Linked DNA regions of Nothobranchius furzeri: region 1 is linked to region 2. A link is a contact called in public Micro-C data. All regions are on one chromosome and are shown on one strand. The core of a region is the stretch at or near the end of the contact, and the rest is flanking DNA. Distances in the headings are between cores, read along the strand shown.

Region 1 (2,700 bases), core at 33-2,532, 78 kb before region 2:
CACTTAAAGGATTTTCAAGATTATATGTAAAATAAATCAGACAAAGGTATACTTTTGTGAGCCAGTATGGTGAACTCTTGAATGTGGAGCCTCCAGCGTTAGGCCCGAGGGAGTCCGTTCGATAGGGATGAGGTAAATTGAGGCCGAGATAAAGAGCGAAGGGTTTGTGCGATACTGCAGCTGTCTGACGGATCCACTGTGCAGCTTTATCTGTGTTTTTCCAGTCTTGTGTCATAATCCTTACAGTTGACATGTCCCCAACTAGCTGAGAAACAGGCCGGCCCTCTTGGCGCAGCAGGAACTGAACATCTCGTGTCCATGCCTCGACCCGGTTACTGCAACAGATGCACAGAAATGGGAAGTTCAAAGAAATGTGAAACGTATGCCAGAAGCAGTTCAATCAATGTTGTGGATATAGGTGCAAAACTGGTTTTAGTTGAATTATAAATTAAAGTTATTTATTTCCAGGATATTCACATTAACAAAAATAATTGCCATCATCACTGAAACAACTTTCACCTGACGGAGTGACCCCCTGAGGTGTAATCCTGCTTGCCCATCATCTTGGTGCGATATCCATTCTTCTCCAGCAAATCCATCCATGTGGTTGCATTCGCATCTAAGCATTTGTAGTTGTTCCAAGACTTAGTCAGGTGGACAAACTGACCACTCCACATAGCTGGGAAAAATGTTGATATACAATGCAAACAGTGACTTTTACATTACAATCAAAAGAGGGCATTTCAAACGCACTTTGAGAAAACTACCAGCTCTTGAGGGGCAGCAGATTGGGGAGTTTGTGTAAGCGTTGAGGAAGGTTGAGCCGAGCTCCCTGAGGTAGTTAATGTATGGAAGATGTACAAGTCTACTGCCAGGATCAACGGACAATCGGCCATCCTTCACACACACACACACACACACACACACACACACACACACACACACACACACACACACACACACACACTGTTAACCATCTCAATTTTAGATCCTGCCACTCTGATTCAGTCACTGGAGGATACGTCAAGAAATAAAGATGTGATTCTACTTGCCAATGCGTCACTCATCACCAAAACGATATTTGGTCTGGAAATATTTTGGCTGTCACAAAAAATTTGGAGGACGAAAATAAACACCAACATAAAGATGCTCATGTTTTCCTCGGAACTCCAACAGATATCTAAAAGTAAAGAAAAAAATTCCCAAACTGAGGCTTTTCACGGGTTTTACCCTAACGTGTTGTCTTTTTTCTTTTTTAAATAATTTATTTTTACTACCGCGCTGTCGGTGGGAGGTATTGTATTTACTTCCTGGTCATGATTTCAAAATAAAAGTATACTATAAAAAAAGGGGGGGTGGGGGGGTTGTTTCGTGTCCATGGGGACAAAGAATGAAACTGATATTTAGAAGGAACTGAAATAAAATAAAACTCAAACAAAATCCATCGTTCATTAACCAATTCATGCATAAAAGTATAGTACCACGAATTAATAAATTATAAACATTGCTAGAAGAGTGTCCCATCTTTTTAATTCAGCGGCAAAGTGGACACTAGAGGGCAGCATGCAACTAGGCATTAAACGTTTGTTTTTTTATTTATTTTTTTAATATTTTGCTGAGCTGGCACTGCAGTCATCCCACCTGTATCTATTGACATCCTAACGTTTAAGGTGCATGTCAATGTGTCCTTTGTATAGATAAAGTAAACAGCTTTCCAGATGTGTTTTATGTAATATGGGAAAAAAACATTAATGAATGCACTAAATGGCATTACATATGGTGTGTCAGGGAATCTATGAAGTTTATTGGATTTAATTGGAGGTAAATGGCATTTGTTAATACTAAATTATAAAATAAAAAATCCCCGTCAGGACAATAATGCCTGATTACCTTTCGGGCAGCATCCCCATACTGGCTGATTAAAAGTAAAGAACATTGGTATTGTTGCAGATCAACAGGTGATTCTGCTGCAGCCCATAGTGGGAACATTGGTTGCCACTAGGTGGCGTTTTGAGTCACGAGTTGTTTTTCTGAAAACTGGGAGCTCAACACAATGAGAAAGAGTCTTCTCAACATACACGGATCAGAATCAGTTAAATAACAATCAAAATGGGTCAGGTATATGAGTTACAACCACAGATGATCTGTTTTTAGTTTTATAATTAATATGCATGTTCTATACATCTACTCTGAACAGCCCTATGCCGTGTGCATCATGCAAAATGCAGCTCTTTGGATTTTACAATGACATTGCTCTGATTATGTAAAAGCGTTGTGTAAAGTGTTCACAATAAGCCTGCAGGCTGTGGCTCCAAAATAAAAACAAAATTCACACGTTTTGTGTGATTTTAAAAAATACTTACTCAAATATTGAGGTGGACTATGTACAGACTGGACTAAATCTTATTATTATATTGATAATTGATATTTTTAATGTTACAATTCGCCCCAAAAGCCTCACCCAGGACTATTGCAAATATTTCTTTATGCGGTGTTTCAGGTGCTTTTACCATACTTGCAGGGCGGCTGGATGAATGTGAGCTTTGCCTCACACTGCTCTGCCTGCCTTGTTCCAGAAGGCGAGAAGGTGGGGGCTGTGCAGCCACGCGCAGGCGCAGAAGGTTGTTTTTCACACAGCTTCTGGTTTAAAGTGAGCTGAGCTCCGGGGGTTTCCTTGTCTGTGACTGAGACCATCAAGGA
Region 2 (2,700 bases), core at 52-2,551:
AAAAGGGAAATGTAACTAGAAATACAAAAGAACTAATCAGCTTGTTATATCTTCATCCTTCTGCAGTAGAAGAATTTGGACAGTGGCTTCCCTGAAAAGATGGGAAGTTTATGTATCCAAAGGTCAGTAGCTGTTGGGATATAAACACATTTGGAAATTAATAAATGTGTAACTGCCAGAGTTCAGAAGGGTCAAGAAAATAACACGAATTCAGCGTGTTGTTGCACATTTTTCCAGCTCGGATCTGGAGAGGTGACCTTAGTCATAAACTCGGTAAAAAGTATCCAACAGCACTAAATGTGCATAACTCATTAAACTGAGTTAAAATATGGGGGGAGGGGGCAAACAATACAAGGGAGTGAGATGGTTTAAAAATTTGGTCTAAAAAAAGCTGAGGATTTGTTAATAACTAATGTTTAGCTTTACTTTAAAACAAGAAGTAAGAGAGAAGGTCACAGAGAATCATGATGATGATGATGATGATAATGATGATGATGATGATGTCAACAGAGGTGAGTCACATTGTGAGGAGGAGACACTAGACTCATCGGATCTGACTATCCAGTAAAATGTAACGTGAATCTCCCAAAAGACACACACACGCACACGCACACACGCACACACGCACACACACACACACACACACACACACACACACACACACACACACACACACACACACACGGCTCTGACTGCTGATACTTTATACCCTTTCATCATCTGCCAGCTAAAGGCTCAGGCTGACACACAGGAAAGACCTTAGAGTTGCATTAAAATCTTGTCAAGGACACTTAGTTAACTTTTTTTTAATCTTTGATTTTTTACTTCTTGGAAAAACGAAATCCTGACGCATAAAACACATTTAAGGCAGCAAAAAAGAGAGGGAGTGATAAAAACTATTTTCCCTTTTCCTCATTCTCTCCACTCTCTTGATGTTTCTATTTGTTCCCCAAATCTTTAGGCCTCAAACACAATAAGATAGCAGCGTCCTTTGACGTCAGAAGGACTCAAACCCAGACCCACGCTAACACTCTCTCTCTTTTGATTTAGGTTTGATTTGACATGATTGGAACCGATAAACATTCTTAAGAAAGTACTTGATAAGGAGAGAGTTTATCCGGTGTTCTGGACAAAAATGGCAAGGTCTTGGTCAGCTCAGGCTTCCTTTTAGGAAAGCCAAGCAACTGCGTGCATGTTTGTTTAAAACGTGACTTCTACAAACACGTACAGCCAAAAGCAATCAGTGAGCCAGTGTTTAGCTCATAAACAGGAAGTGACCATGGTGGCCGTTGCACAAGAGCTTGTACAACTGTCTGAGTGTCAGTGCTCGTGTACGGACGAGCAGACCTCAGAATGCTGGATTCAGTTCAAGAACTAACAGGAAATACTTCATTACTGGAACTAAGAGTGGCCCAAACCCCTCCCTGATGCTTGAATAAAGAGCCACCGACTGGGAGTCGTGTGGGAAGTGAAGGGTCGTTTGATCACAATGGATGGGATTCCTACATTAGCTCTTGGATATGTGTGTCTGTGCACAAATATTTCCATCCAATGCTTCAGAAGCAGTGAGAAAAAAGAGGGCTGGTGAAGAAGTAGTGTACTGCACACGAAAGAACCTTTGTAATCTGAGTATTTGCTGCAAACACATAACCCTCAGACCTTTTTATTGAAAGGTGATGAGAAAACTGCTGCTTTTATTGCGCACATTTTTGATTTGAAGTATTAATTAAAGATATTTTAAAATGCAAACAAAGAATTAAAGCACTTCTTTTTAATTTGAGCTTTTAATTCAAACATCCAAATAGAATTTTTTTTGTATTAATTTATTCTAGTTTATTCATATTAGGTCATGCTTCAATATGATCTAGGGGCTATAAATGGTTGACCAGAAAATCAAAGGGTTAAGAAAAGACATTTACTTAACAATGAAGATATGATTTTAAAATATATATTTTGTGATTCTACCAGCAAACTACCAGTCTTTAAAACCGATCAGACGTTCAACACGTTTTCTCGATAACTAAACAACGTCTTTTTGAGTATTCCATTATTTTGATGAACATTCTGACACTTTCCACCTGTTTATAGTTGGATAGAAACTACGCTGTTATATTAATTATCCATCAATACAGTTTATGCCAGAGGTTCAAAGAACTTCACAGAAATAATAAAAATGATAAAAAGACAGAGCTGTGAAAAGGTCTCTTTTTTACAGAAATCAAACCGTTATGCTTTTTTTGTCACACTTACACACACACAGACAGAGATAGCTTGAGTCAACACAAAATCTATCCAAACCAACCTCCTGTCAAAATTAAATGAGCCCTAAAATGAGCAGCTGGTTGGGCTAATAATGGCGGCAACAACTGACAACCTTCTGGAGATCTTTTAGCCAACTAATGTTGTCAGAAGTTTTTTTTTTCTCTACAGGTCTGGGTGTGGCTGGTGGAACTGAAGTCAACTTTACAAATTATATGGTTAATTCAAAATGGGAGTAAATATTTTCCCGCCACAATTGTAGGAGCCAAACAAGTATGTTTCACTTAGGGATGCACCGATACCACTTTTGTCTAAACTGATACCGATACTTGGATCTGAGTACTCGCAGATACCGATACTTCTACCACACAAAAAATTCAATGAATTGAAATACAGGTTTTATTTTCTTCTCTGCTTTCAACAGGAAAAGACTGTGAGGTA

What was found. A called contact is a pair of places that touch in the nucleus more often than the background predicts.
Region 1: a contact with region 2 is called in a Micro-C map of tail fin, with 10 times the contacts expected there. The contact joins the promoter of arsk here to the enhancer-like site in region 2. A contact is called at or near these places in 2 of 2 Hi-C or Micro-C datasets (skeletal muscle and tail fin).

Annotation. Positions count from the first base shown.
Region 1 is chr17:41,574,050-41,576,749 of NfurGRZ-RIMD1, reverse strand. It overlaps arsk (arylsulfatase family, member K), which reads right to left and starts at 1,282. Exons shown (of 8, transcript XM_015972414.3): 1 at 1,053-1,282; 2 at 768-897; 3 at 520-679; 4 at 53-335. The coding sequence starts at 1,154. It overlaps arrdc3a (arrestin domain containing 3a), which reads left to right and starts at 2,691. Exons shown (of 8, transcript XM_015972411.3): 1 at 2,691-2,700.
Region 2 is chr17:41,495,737-41,498,436 of NfurGRZ-RIMD1, reverse strand. All of the region lies in intron 89 of adgrv1 (adhesion G protein-coupled receptor V1), which reads right to left. Among protein-coding and RNA genes, the nearest start is that of arrdc3a, 77 kb to the left of the region's middle. Within about 2 kb of position 1,301, at least 1 of the 3 cell types and tissues checked has an H3K27ac peak or open chromatin away from gene starts, as enhancers often do. A contact at or near this core is called in tail fin, where this site is marked.